7 separate regions of the Mus musculus genome follow, and all the other regions are linked to region 5. Evidence: chromatin contacts called from public HiCAR-type and promoter capture Hi-C data. All regions are on one chromosome and are shown on one strand. Each heading gives the region's core, a stretch centred on a gene start, on an enhancer-like site or on the middle of the called end of the contact. The rest is flanking DNA. Distances are from core to core; before and after follow the strand shown.

Region 1 (3,358 bases), core at 263-2,762, 390 kb before region 5:
CTGGGTGACAGAGTGTGGTACCCCCACCAGCCCACTCACCTATCCCCAGAGCTGAAGCCACCAGCCCTGACAGCCAGCCTTGGGAACCGGGGCACCCAAATGTCTTTATGACTCCAGGTGAGTTCCGACCAATCCCCAGCAGCATTTAGGGGAAAGGGTTCTAGAGCTTGGAACTGGGGCCCCTGACAGGACAAGAGGATCTGAGCTGTCCTGATGGTCCAACAGGGAAGGAAAATTAGGGCTCTGAGCATAGAGCTAGCCTTCCCCCCTCTTGCCTTGTGTTTGGAGGGAGTTCTGTCACCACCTGACATAGCTGCTGAGCCTCCAAGATGTCCTGGAGACATCTCCTGGAGGGCATGAAAAGACACGTGCAAAGCTTCATATGGCCTGCAACAGTCAAGCACCGAGAGTTTATGGATTTTGGTGAGTTCCAGGCCAGCCTGGGCTGCATATGGAGACCCTGTGTAGAAAAAAATAAAAGGTCATGCAGTGTGAGCCACAGCCCTAGGAGGGGGCAGATGGAGTGAAGCCAATGTTCTGGGCCACCTCCCCAGGCTGGGCTCATACCCAGTGTGAGTCATAGATGCTCCAGCCAAGGCTGACACACACCTTGGCCTATGCACAGCAGGCTCAAGCCAGAACCACTTCGCCTGGCCAAGGGGCTACTAGAACAAGGCCTCTATGCAAAGAGCAGACATACAACCCTGTGGCTTTTCCCTGCCTCTCTCCTCTGTCCTTTAGCTGTTGTGAGCACTTCTAGTGAGCCTTTTGTTTCTTTGGGCACCTAGATATGGTGGTCTTAGCCCATGTGCTAGATGAGACTCAGGGAAAGAAATGTACTTGAATTGCAGAGCCAGCCTTTCAATGCTGGGGAACAGAACTCTGAGCCCAGGCCCCCTGGGCACATGATGTGCTCTGTCAAGAGTCCTTGGTGTTTTGAGATAGGCTCCTTATATACCCCAGGCTGGACTGAAACTCATGGCCCTTCTGCCTCTACATTGCAAGTGCTTAAGTCACAGGCTTGCAGGGCCCAGCCTGGCTCTGATCAGCTGACTGGAAACACTCCCAACATCAACAAAACCTCATTGGGCCGCTGTGGTGGCACATGCCTTTAGTCCCAGAGGTGGGAAAAACTGAGTTCGAGGCCAGTCTGGGCTATACAGTAAGACATCATCTCAAACAACACAAATCTTTATAAAGATCCAGATTCCATCTAACACTACAAAAGCAGAACACTGCAGACACTGGTGTACATGGTATCCCAACATTTCAAGGGCCAAAGGAGAGGTCAGAGTTCAAATTTCTACTATGCTGTTCACAGCCTGTAGAACAGGTTTCTGGGCCACTGCTGTGTAATAGGGGTACAATAATCTTGGCCCAGCTGGGCAGTGGTGGCACACACCTTTGATCCCAGCACTTGGGAGGCAGAGGCAGGAGGATTTCTGAGTTTGAGGTCAGCTTGGTCTATAAAGTGAGTTCCAGGATAGCCAAGGCTACAGGAGAAAAACCCTGTCTCAAAAAAAAAAAAAAACCCACAAAACAACAATAATAATAATCATCTTGGCCCTGAGAGGGACAGGGAAGAGGGGAACCAAGATCAGGACACCCCCTTTTCAGAGCACATAAGATAGAGGCCCACAAAGGAAGAGTATAGCTTTCATAGCTGCTGCAAAACTCCACCATGGTACCCAAGCTGGAACTCTTATGTGCCCGAAGCTCAGGAGAGTGCCTGCCCAGGAAACTCAGCCCTGGGCTCCATCCTCACACTGTATGAACTAGATTGTCATCCCAGCATCCAGGGAACCTATGTTCAAGCCTTTTCATTACTAGCTTTAGTCTTACTAGACAGGGTGTGTAGCCTGGGCTGGTCTAGGATTGAGGAGTCTCCCGCCTCGGCCTCCCAAATGTTAGGATGATGCCAGAACCAAGCTGGACCCACAAGAGTTCCATTCAGGGCGGGCAGGCAGGCACTCAGCAGCTGTCTAGGGACACCTGCCACCCACTGGGACTTACCATGTGACCTATCACCCACAGTGACACCCTGAGAGCCTCAAGACCCAGGGTCTCAACAGCAGTGGCCAGGGCTGACAGGAAACTGTATATATAACATGGGGGAGGGGAGGGGAGACGAGACCTAGGGTCAGATGTTCCCACTGGGCTGAGCTGGACGACCTTGATTAATCTGCTCTAAGCCCAGGGCACTGAAAACGGAGATGAAACAGGCAGGTGTGATGGCACATACCTTTAACCCCAGCACTCAGGAAGCAGAGGCAGGGGGAGCTCTGGCTGGTCTGCATAGAAAGTTCCAGAACAGTCAAGACTACATGAAGTATCCTTGTCTCAAAAATAAAGATGCTATGTGACTCAAGACAATTGCTTTACTTCGCTGAATATTGTTTCCTCAAAATAGAGCAGGTGCTGCGAGAAGGGGGCGTGTCAGGGAGATATTTAAATGCACCTACATGATTCTAGGCTCCCACATAGACTTGCAGAGAAGGCTCTGGGTCTGAGGTACCCTTTGAAACCAACAAAGGCGAATAAAATCTAGTGAGCACAGGCTGCAAGCCCAGCTCTTTTCTGTATGGATGAATCCCGGAGGCCCCAAGCTTGTAAGCACTTCCTTCTGCCCCTTCCCATGTAGTCACTCTTCTTCCTAAAGGATATACCAGCTAAATTGATAGGCTAGTCCAGGATTGCGTCCTGGTGCCACCTGGACCTGGGCCGACAGCGTGCACCTAGGTGGCGCTCGCTGCGCAGCAGATGTGCAGGCACGGCCCGCGCCCACGCCGCGTTCCCCCCCCCCAGGGGGGGGGGGAAGAAGGGGAGGAAAGAGGTTAGAGGAGGAGGGAGGGGGATGGGAGAGGGCTAGCCCCGCCCACCCTCAGCCCAGGCGGGGGAAGAAGGAGGCGGACAGCCAAGCTGGCGTAACGAAGACTTTACTGAAAACACAAAACCGGCGAACCAAGGATTACGGAACAGGAATGTGGACTCGTAGCAAAACAAAACCAAACAAAAAGAGAGGGGATGGTGTCGGGAGGAGAGAGAGCGGGGGGGGGGGGAGGGGAGAGGGTTTTTTTTTTCTTCTTCCCGTTTCTTTAAAAAACCAACACAAGGAAACACACACTCAACACGCAACCAACGTTTGTTCCCGAGTAGAAACATAAATAGGGCGGAATCGGACACTCCCGTTCTCTCTTCCAAAAGGCAAAAAAAAAAGGAAAGGCAGAGCGTGAGGCTGCGCGCCCCTTAGAGCCCCTACTCGGAGGTACAAAGGGGCAGCCACGCGCAGGACTGGGGGTAGAGAGGCGGCGCGAGGGCGGGGGTCGTGCGCTCGGGTTCCCCATCCAGAGTTAAGGGG
Region 2 (2,970 bases), core at 189-2,688, 410 kb before region 5:
AGGCTGCCTGCCCAGCGGTTGCCCAGCCTGTAAGCCTAGCTGGGGCTGCCAGTTCCACAGAAAGCCTTGTGCTCCCTGCCTCCTCCTGGCTCAGACACTGGTCCAAGCACTCACAGCTGCCCACCCTCCTTGCCTAGCACAGAGCCCTGGGCTCCATCCCCAGCAGCACACAGAACAGGCAACAGCCCTCCCTTCACTTTGGGTTCCAGAGCTTAGGAGGTGGAGCTGGAGGCATAGGGATTAGAACGTCATATTTGGTTGCAGTCAAAGTTCGAGGCTAGCCTGGGCTACGTAAGACCCTGTCACATTGAAAGGAAAAAAAATCGAAAAAAAATCTCTCTGTCTCTGTCTCTCTGTCTCTCTGTCTCTCTCTCTCTCTCTCTCACACACACACACAGAGGCAGAGAGAGACAGAGAGACACAGAGGAACCATAAATCTAAAACAAATGAAGGTAGAGGGGTCTGGAGAGATGGCTCAGTGATTCCAGCAATGGCAGCTGGAGACCAGGGTTCTGTAACTCCAGTTTCAGGGCATGGATTGGCCTTTCCTAGCCTGAGTGGGCCCTGACCTCTGCGGTACACAGACAAACCATTCAGGCGGAAACCCCCATACAGAAAATAATAAAAAATATTTTTAGGGCTGAAGAGATGGCTCAGTGGTTAAGAGCAGTGGCTGCTCTTCCAGAGGTCCTGAGTTCAATTCTCAGCAACCACATGGTGGCCTACAACCATCTGTACTGGGATTCAATATCCTTTCCTGGTGTGTCTGAAGATAGCGACAGTGTACTCATAAGTAAATAAACAAACAAACAAATCTTTAAAATGACTTTTATCTTGCATTCAGGCCCTGGGCTCAGGGAGCCTCATTGTCCCTTTTCAGAGCAGGGACCTCAGTCCCCAGCTCCTGCACTGAGCCCAGTCCCGGCCTACTCACCTCAGTCCACAGGAAGGACAGGGCCGTGCCACTCCGCCTCATGGTGCAGGCTTCTGTGATGACAGGGATCAGTGAGACCAGGTCCCAGCCAGTTGCTGGGCCACCCCACGCCCCCAGAGCCCAGAGCCACATCAGCAAGGCAGCGAAGTCACAGCTGCCTGGCGAGGCTGCTGCAGGTACTCCCGCCCAAGCTCCCTACCCTGGCCAGCCCTAGGGACTAGAATCCTGGGTCCAGGTCACCTAGGAGAACCGTTCAGCGCCCGGAGGGACTCTTGCGCTTTGTGGGGTTTCTGAGAGCCGAGTTTCATGAGAGGTAGGCCTTCTCACACTGACACAGGTGTGGTACTCACTTCCAGCTGCTCCTGTGGGGACCTGCGCTGTGAGTGTGCTCTGTGACCTCCCAGGAGCAGAGGACAGACGGTCCTATCCCACTCCCAGCTGGGTTCTTTAACTGAGCACCAGACTAGACCCGAGCCAGGAGGCACCCTCGGGACTGGAGGAGGGGGTAAGGGCAGAGTGACCACAAGGGCAGGGAGGTGTGTGTGTGTGCCCAAGTGTGTGACCAAAACAGGGCTGAGGGGGAGGGGAGGAGAGGGGTGAGTGGCCAGGCAAAGGTTTACTTGTTAATGTGTTTACACCTGACAGAGGACAGAAATAGCCTGAGACTGAGGCATTACGTTAGTATTTTGGGGTACCAATCAAGGCACCCCAAGGCTTTAGGAAAGCTGTTCTGCTATGCTGTGCTGGTCCAGGCAGCTGATGACACTCTCTGGTCAAACCTTACCCACAAGTTAGAGCTGCAGTCAGAAGTGGGAAAGCCAGGGAGCTGGGACTGGAAGATGGAATGTGGCCTGGGCCTAGGAGATCTTGAGGCCACTCCAGTCTGTGGCTGTGAAGCAAGTTAATGTTTCACCCTACACCCCTCCCCCACAGACAGGCCAGGAGACCTCTCACCACCTACTCCAGTGGTCATCAGAGCGTGACCTGCTGTGGGTGGAGGTCACTTCAATCTGCTGTCAAACATCATAGCAACGAGGGAGACACCCTCACCTGTACTGAAGAGTGGGTCCTGTCTCACCCTAAAGTCGGCTGTCTGAAGGGTTACCAGACTGGAGCCTGAGCCACTGAGGGAGTGGTGGAGAGCAGGGTGTGCAGAGAGGAGCTGAGGCAGCCAGCTCCTTCCTCCCCGTGACCTCTGCACAGCCCACTTGGTACCTCCTGCCCCAAGGTTTTGAAGATTGCTGGAAAACTCAGATCCTTCCAGCAGTCAGAAGACCCCTCTTCACTTCACGGCCAGGTAGGCCTCGATGTCTTCATCAGGAAATAGGCCCATGCCTCTCCTACTGTAGGGCCTTTTCGTGCCCTGAGTACTTGCCCTGGGTACTTGCTCTGGGTGGGCTTTTTTTTGTTTTTTGGTTTTTCGAGACAGGGTTTCTCTGTATAGCCCTGGCTGTCCTGGAACTCACTTGTTTTTTTGTTTTTTTGTTTTTTGTTTGTTTGTTTGTTTGTTTTTTGAGACAGGGTTTCTCTGTATAGCCCTGGCTGTCCTGGAACTTACTTTGTAGACCAGGCTGGCCTCAAACTCAGAAATCCACCTGCCTCTGCCTCCCAAGTGCGCTACCACGCCCGGCCCTGGGTGGGCTTCTTAAGTCATGTGGATTTGTAGCTTTCCCCAGGCTGCCTCCCGTTAGGTTAGGTCTTCCAGTTCCTTGGATAGTGGCCTCTGTCCTGCCAGGACACTGGGTCACACAGGTCCTGGCTGGGGGGGGGGGGGGTGAGGACAGCAGCCCTGTCCTCTGACCCTGAAATGACATGCTCTGATTGTCATCCCCCCTGAAAGCAGACTCGGGGTTAACAGTGTGACTCCGGATTAAGGCAAAGAGGTACTCAACCCGAGAGTCAGGAAGCAGCTCTGAATCGTGAGACTTTACTCAGTTTATGCTTATTTAGTTTTATTTTTTAATGTGTTTTGCCTGCGTGTATGTCTGTGTGTCACCTGTGAGCCTGACGACTGCAGAGGGCAAAAGAGGCCACGG
Region 3 (3,008 bases), core at 404-2,903, 340 kb after region 5:
TAGATTAGAAGTACTTTTGATGTTTTTCCCAACACAACAGAAGCCATCAGATTACATTACAGTTGTGCAGTAACACATTTCAGTTATGTGTGTTACAAAAAAGGTACTTCAGCAGTTTTCAGGAGTCCTGGTGTCTGTCTCATCACTATTTCAAAGCTGGAATAGGAACATGGCAGGAGTCTGTTTCAGTGATTCTGATATTAACAACTGCTTTGTGACACTAGACTTTCTTTTTTCTTTTTCATTTTTTCCTCTCAAGACAGAGTTTCTCTGTAGTCTTAGCCATAGTACAGACTGGCCACGAACTCATCCACCTACCTTGAGGCTTCATTTTCTTTATTTCATTTCCTTTTCTTTCTTTTTCTTTTTTTAAAGATTTATTTATTATATGTGAGTACACTGTAGCTGTCTTTAGACATACCAGAAGAGGGCATCTCATTACAGATAGTTGTGAGCCACCATGTGATTGCTGGGATTTGAACTCAGGACCTCCAGAAGAGCAGTTGGTGCTCTTAACCACTGAGCCATCTCTCCAACCCTTATATATATATATATTAAAAGAAACTGATGTGTCATGAGTGTTTTGCCTGCATGTGCATCTGTGTACCACATGTGTACTTGTTGCCTGAGGAGGAGAGCCTCCATGTGGGTGCTGGGAATAGAACCCAGGTCTTCCACAACAAGAAGTGCCCTTAACCACTGAGCTAACTCTTTAGCCCTGGGCTTTGTCTTCATAAGATTTCTTTATGACGTGTTTCTGTATGATGAGGACAGAAGGCATAAATACCCTAGAACCGGAGTTATGGTAGGTTGTAAGCCACCATGTGGGTGCTTGGGTCTTCTGCAAGAGCAGCCAGTACCTTTAATTGCTGAGCCATGACTCCAGATGTGTTTTTTAAATTAACATATTTTATTTATGAGCGTGTGTTTGTGTCTGAGGACAACTTGTGCGGATGGAACTCAGGTCATTATGTTTGGTGGCAAGCCTCTTTAAACCACTGAGCCATGTCGCTGTCCTGGAATAGGTTTTCTATGAACTTTGTACTTTTCCCTGTTGAAATTGTAAATTGGCTTCAGATGCTTCATAATCTCCCCAAACTTGCTTCCTTTCTGGCTATTATTGTCTCCTTGGTGTTACCAGAGAGGGTTGGGCGCAGGTTTGTTTTCTTGGGGATTCCTTCTTCTCCAGAGGCACAGGCTAGATGTGGATTACTGGAAGGAGACAGCCGTCCACCTCGTTCTCTGCAGGTGGATTGGCTTGGTGGGTAGGTTGAACTGTCTGCGGTCCGGGGGAGAGGGGTGACCGCTCAGCCGATCGCACCTTCTCACTGGAGGTCAACACCGAAGTTCCTGAGAGGAAGCTTTGCGAGGCCCCGGGCGCGTCTCAGAGTTACAAGAGGTGGCCGTGCAGGGCTCGGGCGAGGTCAGCGTGAGTCAGCCCTGGGCGCGGCCGAGCTCTGTGCACTAAGCTGGCCATGGCTGAGGGGCGCTTAGCAGCCCAAGTGGGAAACCCAGTCGCTTAGCGCAGCGTCGCCAGTCTTTGGGGCTGGGAGGGCGGTGCTTCCGGGTAGGCCCGCCCAGCCTCGCCTCCAGGGAACCACGCCCACATAAGACCACGCCCACAGGGAGCCCCTCCCTTCCCGACCCCGCCCATCCGGGTGCGGGCGGGTGGCGTCGCCTTTAAGAGCTCCCCGGTGTTTTGGGGGCCGCGGGCCGGGCGCGCTGACCTGGTGCGCATGTCCCGGGCGGTGACGCCGGCGCCGGGCTCCATGTGTGCGGCCGAGGGGCGCATTATCTGGCCGGCGGCGCGGGCGGGCGGAGCGGCGGAGCGAGCGCCGCGGGCCCGGGCGGCCCCTCAGGCGCAGCGAGCACGCGCGGCCGGCGCCCCCCGCCCCCAGCCCTGTGGACACGCGCGCTGCCCCTGGGCCCGGTCGGCGCGCGGCCGGGTAAGTTCCTAGCAAACTTGGCAAGGCGGGGCGGGGGCGCGGGAAAGTGGGAGCGCGGTCGTATTCGGTTTGCTGCGCTGCGGTTCGCTTCGCCTGCGCCGCTGGAAAGTTCCCCACCGCCCTCGCACGTGGGGCTGGGGTCCCTGGTCCCCGGAGCCGGGAAGTGGCCGAGTCGCCTCACTCCCTCCTGAGCTTTTCAGGCTGGGAGGCCGCCCCAAGGGGGGCGGCGGGCACACAGCACGTGGACGAGTGGCGTGGGGTGAGAGTCCACGGGAGGGTCGGGGGTCCGAGCCCGGCGGCGGCGTTAAATTCGGCGGCGACGGCGGCGGCGGAGGCGGCGGAGGATCCCGTGTCAGAATAAGAGTCCCTGCGCGCCCACGCCTGCAGGGCCGGTCCCCCCCCCCCCCCACCGTCCTGCTTGGGCTCGCGCCCTTCCTGCTTGACCCTGGGGAGCCATGGGACCCTTCCCCCTCTCTTGGTTCCTGTTTTCCTCATGGCCCTCCACTTTAAATTTGCCTCCGGGTGTACGATGTGGCTCCAATAATTTCTTTTTTCTTCCACCTGGAACGGGTTGGCATCAGTGACTAGACAGCAGCAGCTGGCCTTTTAAAGGGATTAATGCCAAGAATCGGAATTGATCACTTCAACAAGGAAAGGCTTCTGGGCAGGCCTCAGCCGCAGCCGGACTGCGCTCTCCGGAACCCTGAAATGAATGGGGACCCCTCATTAAGACCTGTATGGCAGAATGTTTTGTTTTTCCTTCCCGCCCCTGCAGTTTTAGCAGAGGCTGCAAGTTCTACCTACCTGACTCACTTCAGGTAGTTCACTCTTATCTTGTGGCTTTGGATTCTTTAGGACAAAGTCCTGGTGAGTCTCCTGAGCCTTACATTTTCTTGACAGCATTAACTTCTTTTTATCTTCTTGGAGTATGCAGCACTCCCACGTCCCTGTTAATGTGTGTGTCCATTCACAAAGCGATAGATACCTGTTGTGGATGTAATCTGTATACTGAGCCTGAGTCTCCCTCTTGTTCTTCTCATCCTACCATTCGGTGGTTACGGT
Region 4 (3,252 bases), core at 666-3,165, 490 kb before region 5:
ACACGGGCAGCCCTCGGCTTCCTACCTGCACAGGAGCTGCACCCCTGCCCTGCAGGGTAGACAGGCTGATCTTTACCTCATTAGCTAAAGATGACTATGAACCCCTAGTGCCCCACACTACCCCTTACTCCCACTCCCGGAGTCTTCCAAGGCCTGGGATAACAGCGGATTGGGGACCCTGTTTCTTGGGGTTCTTTTGTGGTATTTGTTAAGAAATATAAATACTTCCCTTAGGGACTGAGTGCAAATATGTAGCTGGTAATTGTCCCAAACACTGGCCCATCTAAATAACAGGTGCTTAAACCCTGAGACCAGGCTGCAAAGGAGGAGGGGCCAAGGCGACCTATGTTCATGAGTGCCTGAAAGGGACCAGCAGGGTCCAGTCGTGCAGGGGCTGGGAAGGAGGGACACACATGGGGTAACATGAGGCAGAGTGTGGTGTGGCTCTCAGCCTGGGAGGACCTGTGTCGGACCTGAGGCTCCCTCTGGGAACGATGTCTTCTCAACGCAGCAGCCATCACCTGGGCCTGAGGCTGAAAGACAAGCGTGAGTCCTGTGAGCCTGGGAGAGCACAGGAGCGAACATCAGCTTGCCCACCCCCGAGTCCGTCTGTGTCTGTTTGCTATCAGCACAGCAGCCTGCAGACCCACACATCCCTCGCCCACACCCCTACCAACCCACCCAATTCACCCACCCCACACCCCAAAAATCCACCCACCCACTCAAACGCTCATTCTCACCCAACCTGTCTACCCACCCATTGTCCATCAGTCCGTCCTCTCTCAGCCGTCATCCCTCCCCCAGGTGGCCCATGGGTCCCTCTGTGACTGCCAAGGGCACACACAGGAAGGGGGGTGGGGCAGCACATTTGCCCTAGAAAAGCAAGCTGCTGAGGAGGGTAACAGCCCCACAAGTGCACGATCCTGGTAGTCAGGGGCAATAACAGTCCCCGGGGGATGGTGATGTCCTGTGGGGATTCCACTGAGGTGTTCCAGCACCAGGGTCTCCCTAGAAGCCTATGTAGACACAGAGTGTAGACACACCAGGCAAGGACGCCAGCCTAACTGGAAGCATGTCAAGATTGTCCGGTGAAATTGGCCTTTTGGATTCTAAGGTGAGGGTCTTCTTCCCTCCCCTGGTGACCCCAGCCCTGCAGCCTGAAGTCATGCTTCCCTCTCTGCCGCCTCAGGTTCTAGGATGGTAGCCCTCTGTAGGAGGGGCCCTTGCCTCTTGCTATGAGTAGCACATGGTATCCTCCAAAGGCCTGCAGCTCTTTTGCTGGGGCAATCCTGACTGCTATCCCTGGAGCCAACAAGCTACAGATGCCTGGCCTACAGAGGAATAGAGAGGCATAGAGAGGCATAGAATTTGCCCAGAGTCACACAGCAGCCATGACTGAGGTGGATCCACGGGGCCCCGGCCCTTCTCAGCCTGGTCCAGGCGTTGTCCTGATAGGCACGGCCTGTGCATATCCCATGTATGAGAGTCTATGGCAAGCTGTGTGCAGAACATGCAATCTTCCATGTGTCTGCCATCCCTTGAGCTTTTCTTGTTTAAGAAGATGGGAGATTGGAATGGGTCAGACTCCTCTGAGAGGGGAAACTCAAACCCGGACTTAAGTTAGATCCAAGGCCACAAGGACAAAGAGGAAGACGGCCTCAGAAACCACCAGGCCATGGAGCCTGTAGGCTGCCAGGGACCCCTCCCTACCCAGGAGAGTGGTGCAAGGATTGGTGGGGACTCACCGCCTAGCTGGCAAAGCAGGAGGAAGGTGATGTGTTTGCTGGTCCCTGCCAGCCCCATCATGTCCATGAGGAGCCGAGTCGTGAGGCCCCAGGAACTTCTGCAGGGCTGAAGGGGCCCAGCCGCCTTGTCCACGCTCAGAAACACACTGACACTGAGAGAGAAAGAAAGTGAAGAGGGGGAGAAGAAAAGAAAGAAAAACTCATTGTCTCCAGGCCAGTCAAAGTGAAAGCAAAAGCCAGGAAGTCAGCCCAAAGGTGGGGGCCCCTCTGCACTACAAACCCACCTTGGGGTGAGTAAGCCTAGAAATCTCTTGGAGGGTTTTTTTTGGGGGGTGGGTGGGGGGTGGGGACAGGGTTTCCTGTAGCTCAGGATGAACTTAAATTTACTCTGTGGCTGAGGCTGGCCTTGAACTCCTGCCCTCACATCCCTAGTGCTGAGATGACAGGTGTGTATCACACCTCTCCTGATCCAACGGGGACTGGGGATGGAGCCCAGAGCTTCCTGCATGCTGTGCAGATAGATGCTCTAGAAACTGAGCCCCCACCTGCAGGTTGCATTTTAAAGTCCATTTTCTAGTACAGGGAGGTTGAGATAAGGGATGGCCATGATTTTTGTGGGCAGCCTGTACTATATAGACAAAAGGAAGAAAGAAGGGAAGAAAGAAAGAGAGAGAAAGAAAAAATTAAGTGGTATGACCGTTCTTTAAACATGTCATCAGGGGAGGAGAGAAAAAAAAAGATGTTATCAAAGCACGGTGGTGATGGTCCACACCTTTAATCTCAGCACTCAGGAGGCAGAGGCAGACAGATCTCTTGAGTTTGAAGCCAACCTGGTCTACAGAGTGAATTCCAGGACAGCCAGGGCTACACAGAGAAACCCTGTCTCAAATTAAAAGTTCCAGGGCTCACACAGATGATAATCTTTTGTGGGTTGGGCATAAGGGGAAACTGAGGCCTATACAGATGAGTTCATGGTGCTCTTTTGGGGGGAGGGCAGCTTGGAGCAGGGGCTATGTTCTCAGGACAGCTGGCTCAGCCTGGCCCAGGGTCAAGTGTCCTGAAGGCTATGAGGTCAGCAGCTCTGGGACAATGAGGCTGTGTCTCTGCCCTGGCACACTCCACCCGTGTGACCCACACAGACTGGCTCCCTGGTGCTCACAGGGAGGGACCAGGGGCTGGGGGAGGGATGGAGTCAGGGAGATGGAATAGACACACAGGGAAAGCCAGGTGCAGTAACACAAACCTGCCATCCAAGCACTTACCTGGAAGGCTGAGGCAGGGGTACTGCTGTGAGTTCTAGGCCATTCAGAACATTCTAGGTCGTGGAAGAGTATAGCATGAGTTTGACCTGCACCCTGCCCCCACCATTGTCTTAAAATGGCCTGCTCTCAGAAAGACTGCTATGGCTGACTCCACATCACAGATAAAGAAACTGAGTCCAGGGGCCCCAGTTGGAGGCAAAGAGATGGAGTGATTCAGCATCACGGGGGCCAAACTTGGTTCTTTG
Region 5 (3,108 bases), core at 223-2,722:
GGGTGGAACTGAGGTGGCATCAGGCCTCGTCAAGGCCTCCAGCTTCCTAGATGGACACCGAGAGAGTGTCAGGGCCAAGGCAGATGGGGACCATGACTGCACGGTGCCTTGGCCCTTCTCACTCTAGCCTGGACCTCCCCACAGCAGCTGGGGGCTGAAGTTGCTCCCTCCAGTGGGTGATACCAGGCAGGGTGGGCCCTGGAGCTGGACAACACCCTGTCTTGACCTAACAAGGAACAGCCTCTTCCCGCCAGCAGAGAAAGGCCCCTTTGTTGGCACAATGCTCTCTGTCCCCGCACCCCCCTGCCACTTTCAGTTACAGGGGGGTGGGATGTCCCCAGCTAGTCCCCTGGGGGAGTATCCACCATGGTACTGGCCTAAATGCCACAGAGACCCCCTAACCCCAGGAGGGGGATGAAGAACAGGCTCAGGTACTAATGTCATCAGTGCAATCACTACAGGGTCATCCTTCAGACCTGGTTGGTGGCCTTCTTAGTTGCCAGAAAGAGAACATTTTGACCATCACCCCATGGGGGCGGCAGAATCCAGCCTTGACATAGACAGGGTCATTTCCAAGGTTGAGCCCCTCTGCTTGCTTGGCCCATGACATGCAGGCCTGTGCAATCACTGGCTCAGGGGTGATGTGGACCCCAGACAGGGGCGGAGCCTCGACTGCACAGACTGGGTGTAGGCTCAGCAGCTCCCCGTGACGCAGGGCACAGGTGACCTCTGTATATCTCGAGGCCTCCCGTCCAGGATCCCCAAGTCGATCCCCAGGAAGGGCCCCAGGTCGGTCCTCCGGTCTGCAACAGCCTAGAGGCTGTACCGAGCTGATCGCCCTAGATTCTATCGAAATGACCCAGGACAGGGTGTGGATCTGGTTTCCCTGGACCCAGAACACCCCACACTATATTGGACACCAAATCCATCACAGCGTCACCTCAATTCAGCCCCCCCCCCGGCATCCAACCCGCGCAAAGGGTCTCGCGATAGCCTGAGGCCCCAACATCCTGGGCATCTCCAAACCCGAGCCCCCCACTTTCCAGCGGCCACCATGGACATAGGAATACGTGAGGTGAGGCCCCACTCATTCTCCTTTTGCAGTTCTCAGTCCCCCACCCTCCTAGGTCTCACTGACCCGAAAGATGTGTGTGGTGGCTGCCCAGCGCAACGCTGTCCACCCCAGAGCGCAGAGCACGGCCAGCAGCAGCTCGGGTGCAGCCAGGTGCGCGTGCTCCGCCAGGCCGCGGCGCGCCAGTCCCCAGCCGCAGTCCCCGCAGCCCTGAGCCGCCGCCAGCGCCGAGGCCCAGCTTCGTTGCAACATCTGCGCATAACTCGGCATGGGCTCTGGCGCCTCGAGCCTGGGGGTCGCCGCGGCAGCAGCCATGCTATCCAATTCTCCGCTGTCTCCGCTGTTGCCTGCACCGGTCCGAGTCGCCGCGCGCCCTCGCGTCACGCGCCGCAGCCAGGCAGGGGGCGCGCGGGCCCCCCCAGAGCAAGAATGGGGCGTGGTCTCTCGGGCCCCGCCCCCGTTATGCAGAGCACCACCCCTCCTGCCCTCCTCTTGGTGCTGCTTTGAGACTAAGTGGTCCTCTACTCAAGTCTGCGACTGCCTTCTGCGGTCAAGATGGCTCAGCGGGTGAAGGTGAGGACAGACTGACACAAATTATCCTCTGACCTCCACTTGGGCGCCCATTCACACAAATAAAAGCAATGAGACAATTAAAAAAAAAAAAAAAAAGGATTCAGCCCATGCTTGGGTTGTTGGTACTCGCCCTTTGCCCACTGGTCTGAATGCAGGGCGCCTGGTTCTGTGGGTACAGCCAGCTTTGGAGCCTGTGAGTGTCCTAGCCTAGACCCATAGAAATTCACTGGTAGACTGTGAGGGTGGAGCTGACAAATGGTAGTGGGCTGAGGACTGTCCAAAGATCAGCCTCCCATTGTCCCATCACCACTGAGCCAAAGCCATAAAGATTAGCCTGATCCTTACTAACTCCTCCAGCCATATAGCCTCTTGTGCTGATCTTCCAACTGAGTACTTGCTGTGTAGCTGAGGATGATTTCGAACTCCTGATTCTCTTTTCTGCCTTCTGAGTGCTTGGAAGGCAGCTTTGCGCTGCCATACGTGGTTTATTTATTGCTGGCAGTGGAACGCAGGCTCTGTGCATACTAGGTCTCCAGCCTCCTGTATGTGCACGCATGAACTATGTGCACTCATGCACGCCAAGGGTACAAGTACGGAGGCCAGAGATAGATGCCCAGAGTCTTCCTCCATCAGTATTTAAAACCTTGGATGGCTCAGTGGTTAAGAGCACTGTTTGCTCTTCCAAAGGTCCTGAGTTTAAATCTTGGCTCACAACCATCTGTAATGGGATCAAATGCCCTCTTCTGGTGTGCATGACGTCAGAGGACTCATATACATATACTTATTAGAAAACTGCATTTTAATAAGACTTTTGATATATCTGTGTCTGTGTGCACATATGCCACATGAGTATAAGTGCCCATGGGACTGGAAGGTAGACCCCATGGAGATGGAGCAACAGGCTGCTGTTGGCTGGGTGGACATTGCTGCTGGGGTCAGAACATCAGTCCTCTGCAAGAGTGGTTTTTAGGCCAGGCCTAGTGGCACAGGCCTTTAATCCTAGCACTTGGGAGGCAGAGGCAGGCGGATTTCTGAGTTCAAGATCAGCCTAGTCTACAGAGTGAGTTCCATCTAGGACAGCCAGGGCTGCAGAGAAACCCTGTCTTGAAAAACAAAACAAAGAGTGGTTTTTAACCACTGGCCTAGCTCTCTAGCCCTCTCACCTACACCATTTAAAAAAGATGTAGCCATTTGGTGCATTTTCTCTGCTTGGTGCCCAGAGGCAAGGAGGGCATCAGACCCCCTGGAACTAGAGTTACACACTGAGAGCTGAACCTGAGGCCTTGCTTGGCGAGAGCAGCCAACACTCGGAACTGCGAGCTGTCACACCTCTCCAGACCCTGTGTTTAGTTTTTATTTTGTTTTTTGAGACAGGGTTTCTCTGTATAGCCCTGGCTGTCCTGGAACTCACTTTGTAGACCAGGCTGCGCTCGAAATCAGAAATCACCTGCCTCTGCCTCCCA
Region 6 (3,356 bases), core at 620-3,119, 290 kb before region 5:
GGCGCCCCCCCCCCCCCGTTCTTTCCTCCTCCCAGCGTCCGCCTCCACTCTCCTCCGGGACTCCCACCGTCCTCGCTGCCGCCGGCCCTCCCTCCCTTTGTCCGGCTCTGTCTCCTGCTTTCCCCAGCTGACTCTTTTCTCCAGGAGTCGTAGCAAAGTGTCCCCGCTGGGTCCCCAGGGCCCGGTAGACAGCAGGCGCTCAATAAATAGTTCCGGGGGTTGGGGTGGGTGAAGACACTGAATCAAAAATTTGTGGCTGAGAGAGGGGAAACCTTGCGTCCTGGGCATCTCCAGACCTTGGGGACACAATTGAGGGTGGAAGGAAACTCGGAGCTGCGTGCTGTGCCTCCCGGCTGCACTCGCAACCTCTCTGTGTCTCGCTGAGAACAGGGCCTGCAAAGAGCTGTAGTGCGCGGTGGCCCAGGCGCACCGACGGCCTTCCTGGCACCCAGCAGTCGCCAGCCCCGCGGCGGGGAGAGGAAGCTGGGGGAGGGGGTGGCGGGCCAAGCAGGAAATGGGAAAGGCCGGCGTCGGCCCAGCTGAGCCCTGGGGGAGGAGGCGGGGCGCGCCCCGGCAGCCTTTCCTGAGCGCCTGGAACCACGGCGGCTCGGCTTCCCGCCCGCCCACTAGGGTGGGGGCGGGGAGGCCCGGGCTAGGGGATCTGCCTGCACCAGGGACACCACGCGAGACTTAGCGCCGTGGTGACCTGCATGCTGTCACACTCACACAGGAAACCTGAGCTCATGACTGCGCCACCGGGTGCTGACGACCCACCTGTGCGCAATCTCCAGCAAGTCCCCACTAAACCCGTCGTGTCCAACCGGGGACACTTGCAGCGATAGCAAGCCTTAGCCTGGATGCTTCCCGACGCCCATGCGCCACGACCCCTCGTGCTCTCACGGGGCCGCGTGTTATACACGTGCGTCTGCGCTGGAGTGGGGGAAAGAAGCATGCTCTCATTCCCAGCGTGCACCCAGAGGTGGAGGCAGGAGGACCACCTGTTCAAGGAGCCTTAGTGAAGTAGAGAGCTGGAGGTCAGCCTGGGCTACAGGAGACACCGTTTTTACTCCGACTTTGAGACAGGGTCTCACTATGTATTGGCTGCTGTCCTGGAACTCGCCATATAGACCAGGCTGGCCTCGAATTCACAGAGATCCTCCTGCCTCTGTCTACCGCGTTAAGAAACACTTTCAGAAAAACAAACAAAACGTGCTTGGTCTGGGGTTCAGTCCTTACAACGCTGGCATGCATAAAAAAAAAAACAAAAAAAAAAAAACCGGGCTCTGTGCACAGCACACAGACCAGGCTAAGTGGCACACGCCTGTCGTGCAAACGCTAGGGAGGCTGAGGCAGGAGGATTAGAATTTCAGGGTTATCTGTTTTATGTGTTTGAGACAAGCCTGGCCTATATGAAACTCTCTCAAAAGGGCCCCTCACAGCCCGCAGCGCTGTATTGGCTCGCAGAGAGTGTCCTGGGAGTAGAATGTCATGGGCGCATATCCTGTGAGCCCAAGAGCCTAGTGCAGTTCCTGAGTCGAAACGGAGATATCCACAGCACCCCACCCCCACCCCCAGATCTGTACAACTGGGAGTCTTGCTCCGCAGCCGAGGTATGCTTGGAGCTCGCGGCCATCCCCCTGCCTCAGCTTCCCAATTGCACAAATAGCAACTGCTGGAGCGCGTCCCGGGCTTGAATATCTTTGGGGGGAGGTATTGAAGTCTGTACTTATTGGTGCGCAGCCTATTGGTGGGCAGTGCCGCCCCCGCGGGCTCTGCGCGTGCGCGCTCCCAGCGCGCGCGCGGGGGGGGGGCCCACCCGCGCTCCCGCCGTTGCCACTTTAAGAGCGGCGGGAGCGCGCGGTGGCGGTGGCGCGCTTCCCGGAACAGCCCGGGGAGGGCAGCGCGGCGAGAACCCACCCGCGGCCGGAGCTCCCGCGCGGACATGGCCGCGGGGATCGGGGCGCGGGCAGCGATGGCCACGCGCGCCTGACAGGTGCGGAGCATGTACGGCAAGGCGAGCAAGGGCTGCGCGCCCTCGGACGGGCAGGCGCGCGAGAAGTGAGTGCGCGGTGCGGGGCCACGCGGGACCGGGGACCATGGGGTCACGCGAGACCAGAATGGTGCGGGATTTCAGGGGGGACACAGGAGATCCCGAGGAGATCGGGGAGTGACTGGAGATCAAAATGGTGCGGGATTTCAGGGGTACACACGAGATCAAGGGGCTCATGGGGTCACGCGAGACCAGAAGGGTGTGTGATTGTGGGTGTGCGAGACCTGAGGGTCCTTTGGGGTCACAGAATACACAAAGGACAGAATATATTGAGGTACTCGAGTTCCAGGGTCTTGGTGGGGGGGTCACATGAGATAGAGGGCATGGGCATGAGCTTGAGAGCTCCAAGGGGGCTTGGGGTCTCAGAATACCTGAGGGGACAGGAAATCAATGGGTCAAACAAGAGCCAAGGGGTTGCTGGGGTCACGTGGCGGTTCATCGGGTGCAGGATCAGGGGCTCACTAGGGAGTCGGTGGTGTATGGGAGATCAGGAGTTAGGACTTGAGCGGTCACAGGATGCCCAGGGCAGGCACAGCATCTGAGGGTTGTAAGGCCTCGGGAGTTCTGGGGTCACACAAACCTGACAGGTGTGAGCTTTCGGGGTTGGCTGTGAGACCATGGCACTGGAGGACAGCTTCAGGTCTTAGGGCCGCAGAGTCCCAAGTATCCAAGCTGGAGATTTGAAACAGGACACGTGGGTTCATTGTGGCTGCAAATTTGAAGAGGTTGGGTCGGACCCTAATGCCCTGCGGGGTGTTGGGGTTTTGGAGGTTTGCGTGGAAGTTGGACTCCACTGTCGCTTGTAGGCAAAGGTGCGGATTCAAAGCCTAGAGAGGTGCAGAGCCTGACCATGGCGGTCCCGGGACACCTCCCGGAGTCCCAGGTGAGCCAGAATGGGTCTGGCTCTAGACGCCCCACATTGAAGATACAGGGTGCGCTGCCCAGGTGGACAGGCTGTGCTCTAGCTTCCAGTGAGGACACGCCTGGGCTGGCCTTCCTTTCCGAGGTGCCTGTGTGGAGAAGTAGGTGAAGCGGGAACGTTTGAAGTGTGCTGGGAGCCCAGCACTCACCTTTGAGGTGTGAGTGTGGAGGCCTGGATTGTAGCAGGGCCTGAGGGGGCAGCTTGCCTAGAGGCTGAGTTGCCCAGTGCAGCCCTGGGTAGGGGACAGATCACCTGGCACAGAGAAGTCTGGGTCACTGGGCTGCCATGCAAGGCTGGCTCCCTGAGAGCCTGCAGTTAGGACTCATTTATGGTCAGTAAACTCAGTGACCCTTCCTGGCATGGGGCTGCTGGCCATGTGGGAAG
Region 7 (3,343 bases), core at 705-3,204, 340 kb before region 5:
AGGCTCCCTTAGTGTCTCAAGTAACTGTCTCTCAATTCACAGTTCTCGCTAGCCCTTCCTGTCTTCTTCCCCAGCCTAAACTCAGTCCAATGAGGGCCCCCATCTACTCATTCTCCTAATTACCCTGCATGTGCTCTTGCTCTCTCTCTCTCTCTCTCTCTCTCTCTCTCTCTCTCTCTCTCTCTCTCTCTCCTATTGCCCCTCCCCCAACATACTATGGATCCGTTTGTCTGTTTATATGCTATGCAGTCAGAGGAAGGGTTCTTGGCTGTGCATGGGAGCCAGTGTTCCCCCAGTGTCCCGGAACATGGAGGGTCATAACTGCTTGGAACAAGATGCTTGTGGCTCAGTAAGGCCCCACCCTGCCTCTGCAGACACAGATAGGGGGCTCTGTTTTCTCCTGGTGTTTTTGCAGAAATCACAATAGAGGATTACAGGGTAGGCAGGGGATGTCCCAGGTACCCAAATGGTGGTTGGGCACCAGGTCAAACACCAGCCTTCAGCAAAAGGCTGCCTTGACAGGCTAACCCTAAAGCAGCTGAAGTGACACACACCATAGTAACAAATAAGATTTTTTAAAGCCGAGCGTGGTAGCGTATGCCTTTAATCCCAGCACTCAGGAGGCAGAGGCAGGCAGATCTCTGAGTTCGAGGCCAGCCTGGTCTACAAAGTGAGTTCCAGGACAGCCAGGGCTATACAGAGAAACCCTGTCTCGAAAACACCAAAAAAAAAAAAAAAAAAAAAAAAAGATTTTTAAAAATATGAAACATTAGAAAAATGGGACCTCCTTAAGATGAGCCTAAACGATGTCCAGGTAGGGGATGGAAAAACAGCGTCCTTAAAAGGAGATGACAGTCGGAGAAGGACTGCAGGAGGAGGAAGTCTGGGCAGTGAACAGCTAGATGTGCAGGTGAGCAAAGGCTCTGGGGTAATAAGGTGCAACCTGGAGCCAAGGAAAGGAAGTATTCCAGTTAGCCATGTTGGCAGAGAGTCAAAGCTCTTCCTCCTGCGCCCCTCCCTCAGCTTTCTGCTGAAGTGACACTTCTGTCTTCCTCAGAGCCATGCCTCGGTGTCCTTGTTTGTAAACTGTGATGAGTGAACACAATCAAATTGTTCCCCCGCCCTATGTCTTACAGGAAGAGAAACTGAGACTGAGAAGGTTGGAGCGGAGCACACTCCCATTGCCCACTTACGTGTTGGAGGCACGTTTAAAATTCAAGTAGGGGGAGGGTCCTGGCAGCGAATAGGCGTGGCCAGGCAGGGGGACCAGGGGAGATGGCCTGGGCTGGTCGATACTTGGGGCGGGGCATGGCTCCAGGTACCTTGTGAGCCCTGCGGCCACAGGGAACCTGGCGGTGGTAGACTGGGGGCGGAGCCTAGATGGAGACCCGGTATGCATGCCCAGCTCAGTGTTTTCAGTGGCATAAAGGGAAGGGGGGTCGGGGTCGTTGCCCTAGGTGGGTTCAGGGCGGAGTAGATTTTAGAAGGAAGAAGTTTCAGAGAGCATGGCCTGAGCCAGGGATGTCATGGGTCGCGGGTGTGAACGTGGACTGCGGCCTGGCCGAGGGGCATTGGAAGGATCTGCACTTGCGTGGGAGTAGGCGGAGGTACATGACCTGGGCCCAGTTGTTTTAAGGATGGGTTTGGGAGTGTCTTGGGAGCTTGGGACCTGGCTGGAGCGTGACCCCGACCTGAGAGTTTGGAAAGCTCCAGGCGTGTGATTCTTGGGGGCGTGGTGGGTCCCTTACAGGACCTGGAGGAGGGTCTTTGGAAGACTGGGGGCGGGGTTGGCTAGGGGTGTGGTTTCTAGGAGGCGTGGCCTAGGAATGGCCTGGCCCGGGCGTTGGGGTCCAGGGTGTAGTGGTGCGCTTGGGGCTCGGCGGAACCCGGGGGGCCGCGCAGGGGAGCGTACAGCTGGTCGGGGGCGTGTCCGGGGCGTGTCCGCGCAGGCCCAGCGTTAGGGGGCGGGGCCGAGCGGCCGGGCGGGGCTCGGGGGTCCGTGTCCGCTCCAGTCCCTACAGCCAGGATCCTAGAGAGTGCATTCCACCATGGAGCAGCCGCGGAAGGCGGTAGTGGTAACCGGTAGGTGCATCTGGACCGGGGCGGCGGGGCAAGTGTTCGCGGTTGCCAGAGGTTTGCAGTTGTCGCCGCCCGCGATAGCACCGTTCGGTCCTGGTAACCTGGAAAGTCCGGGGTCACGCGGCCGGGAGTTCGGAGTGCGCGGGGACTAGGGTGCAGACAGGTCACCTCGCGTACTGCAGTCCCTCCCTGCCTCTTCAGAGCTCTGGCATGTCCCCACCCGCTGACCCCGGGGACAAAGGCGGGTTTACGGCCAGGAAAAGTCCCAGTGACATACGATCCGCTCAGCTTCTGCTCCTGGCACCTTGTATTGTTGGAGGGGCCTGCAACCCGGTTTGGGGCAGGTGTTGGGCCTGGAGTCAACCTGACCCCGGAATGACCCAGGGACTCTAGAGACCAGCTCCTACTGTCACCAGCACCCCCGGAAGCCAACTGTTCTTATTTCCAGGCCTTGGAGGAGGGCACTCGGGTTAGCCTCTGCCCTGAGAGGCCACAGGGAGTGAGCCAGGAAAAACTCCCACTCCTACAGGTGTTTTATAACTGAGAAAGGTTGGGACTTTCTCCCTGCTGTTCCCTGCAGTACAAGTGTGAACGACAGTGTCCCTGATCCATTGGAGCATTCTGGGGGTGGGGGTGTTTATTTGGTTGGTTGGTTTATTAAGATAGAGTCTCATTCTGTTGCACTATCCTGCTGACCTGGAACTTAACTCTGTGACCAAGGCTGGCTACAAACCCAGGGTGATGATTTAGCTTCAAACTTCCAAATGATAGGGTGAGCAGCATGTGCCACCATGATGAGATGCCCCAAGATGTGTCCTCTACCTGCTGTCCTGAGGTATGGTGGCTCTCTCTTAACCTCTTAACACTGGCAGCAGGCTCTTACCACCTGAGTTACACTAACCCAGGTTCTTAGATGTGTGTGTGTGTGTGTGTGTGTGTGTGTGTGTGTGTGTGTAGAGGTTAACCTTGGGTGTCATTACTCAGGCTCCATCCACCTCTGTTTTGAGAAAGTGTCTCAATTTAGGACGCATTCAGAGGTAGCATTTTTCAACCTGTGAGTCACGACCCCTTTGTGGGCCAATTGACCCTTTCACAAGGGTCACCTCAGATTGTGGGGAAACACAGATTTTTATATTATGATTCATAACAATAGCAAAATTACAGTTATGAAGTAGCAAAAGAGAGAAAGAAAGAGAGGATGGCAGCATTAGGAAGGCTGAGAACCCCTGCTCTAGAGCTTGCCAGTTAGGCTAGACTAACTGGC

What was found. Promoter capture Hi-C pulls out the DNA fragments that hold promoters and counts their contacts. HiCAR-type assays count read pairs that join an accessible place to other places. Capture Hi-C pulls out chosen DNA fragments and counts their contacts.
Region 1: a promoter capture Hi-C map of hippocampal neurons shows a contact between it and region 5, with 2.7 times the contacts expected there. The contact joins the promoter of Iqcn here to the promoter of Cers1 in region 5. A contact is called at or near these places in 1 of 39 promoter capture datasets (hippocampal neurons), 1 of 484 Hi-C or Micro-C datasets (B cells) and 1 of 9 other capture datasets (adipose tissue).
Region 2: a contact with region 5 is called in a promoter capture Hi-C map of liver, with 2.0 times the contacts expected there. The contact joins the promoter of Pde4c here to the promoter of Cers1 in region 5.
Region 3: a contact with region 5 is called in a HiCAR-type map of astrocytes, with 2.4 times the contacts expected there. The contact joins the promoter of Gatad2a here to the promoter of Cers1 in region 5. A contact is called at or near these places in 1 of 39 promoter capture datasets (pre-B cells), 3 of 115 datasets of contacts at active chromatin or transcription factors (astrocytes, effector CD8 T cells and embryonic stem cells) and 1 of 9 other capture datasets (adipose tissue).
Region 4: a contact with region 5 is called in a promoter capture Hi-C map of adipose tissue. The contact joins the promoter of Il12rb1 here to the promoter of Cers1 in region 5.
Region 6: a promoter capture Hi-C map of second pharyngeal arch cranial neural crest shows a contact between it and region 5. The contact joins the promoter of Ssbp4 here to the promoter of Cers1 in region 5. A contact is called at or near these places in 15 of 39 promoter capture datasets (the 3T3-L1 cell line, the HPC-7 cell line, HPC-7-derived erythroid cells and 10 more), 1 of 484 Hi-C or Micro-C datasets (B cells), 11 of 115 datasets of contacts at active chromatin or transcription factors (the SCID.adh cell line, T-cell acute lymphoblastic leukemia, craniofacial prominence and 8 more) and 2 of 9 other capture datasets (adipose tissue and liver).
Region 7: a contact with region 5 is called in a promoter capture Hi-C map of adipose tissue. The contact joins the promoter of Pgpep1 here to the promoter of Cers1 in region 5. A contact is called at or near these places in 2 of 39 promoter capture datasets (cranial neural crest and maxillary cranial neural crest), 3 of 115 datasets of contacts at active chromatin or transcription factors (the SCID.adh cell line, embryonic stem cells and pro-B cells) and 1 of 9 other capture datasets (adipose tissue).

Annotation. Positions count from the first base shown.
Region 1 is chr8:70,700,179-70,703,536 of GRCm38.p6, reverse strand. It overlaps Iqcn (IQ motif containing N), which reads right to left and starts at 1,512. Exons shown (of 4, transcript NM_001370847.1): 1 at 1-1,512. Jund (jun D proto-oncogene) reads right to left here. Exons shown (of 1, transcript NM_010592.5): 1 at 2,921-3,358.
Region 2 is chr8:70,722,532-70,725,501 of GRCm38.p6, reverse strand. Pde4c (phosphodiesterase 4C, cAMP specific) reads right to left here and starts at 1,438. Exons shown (of 17, transcript NM_001310465.1): 1 at 1,285-1,438; 2 at 935-987. The coding sequence starts at 976. Gm34255 (a long non-coding RNA gene) reads left to right here and starts at 974. Exons shown (of 3, transcript XR_379077.3): 1 at 974-1,110; 2 at 1,868-2,231. Gm3336 (predicted gene 3336) reads right to left here. Exons shown (of 4, transcript NM_001195253.1): 4 at 2,867-2,970.
Region 3 is chr8:69,973,028-69,976,035 of GRCm38.p6, reverse strand. It overlaps Gatad2a (GATA zinc finger domain containing 2A), which reads left to right and starts at 1,653. Exons shown (of 13, transcript NM_001113346.1): 1 at 1,653-1,946.
Region 4 is chr8:70,807,112-70,810,363 of GRCm38.p6, reverse strand. Il12rb1 (interleukin 12 receptor, beta 1) reads right to left here and starts at 1,915. Exons shown (of 16, transcript NM_008353.2): 1 at 1,746-1,915; 2 at 474-533. The coding sequence starts at 1,812.
Region 5 is chr8:70,314,139-70,317,246 of GRCm38.p6, reverse strand. It overlaps Cers1 (ceramide synthase 1), which reads right to left and starts at 1,472. Exons shown (of 8, transcript NM_138647.3): 1 at 1,139-1,472. The coding sequence starts at 1,387. It overlaps Gdf1 (growth differentiation factor 1), which reads right to left and starts at 1,472. Exons shown (of 8, transcript NM_001163282.2): 1 at 1,139-1,472.
Region 6 is chr8:70,606,827-70,610,182 of GRCm38.p6, reverse strand. Ssbp4 (single stranded DNA binding protein 4) reads left to right here and starts at 1,869. Exons shown (of 18, transcript NM_001372473.1): 1 at 1,869-2,058. The coding sequence starts at 2,003.
Region 7 is chr8:70,658,349-70,661,691 of GRCm38.p6, reverse strand. It overlaps Pgpep1 (pyroglutamyl-peptidase I), which reads left to right and starts at 1,954. Exons shown (of 5, transcript NM_023217.4): 1 at 1,954-2,082. The coding sequence starts at 2,049.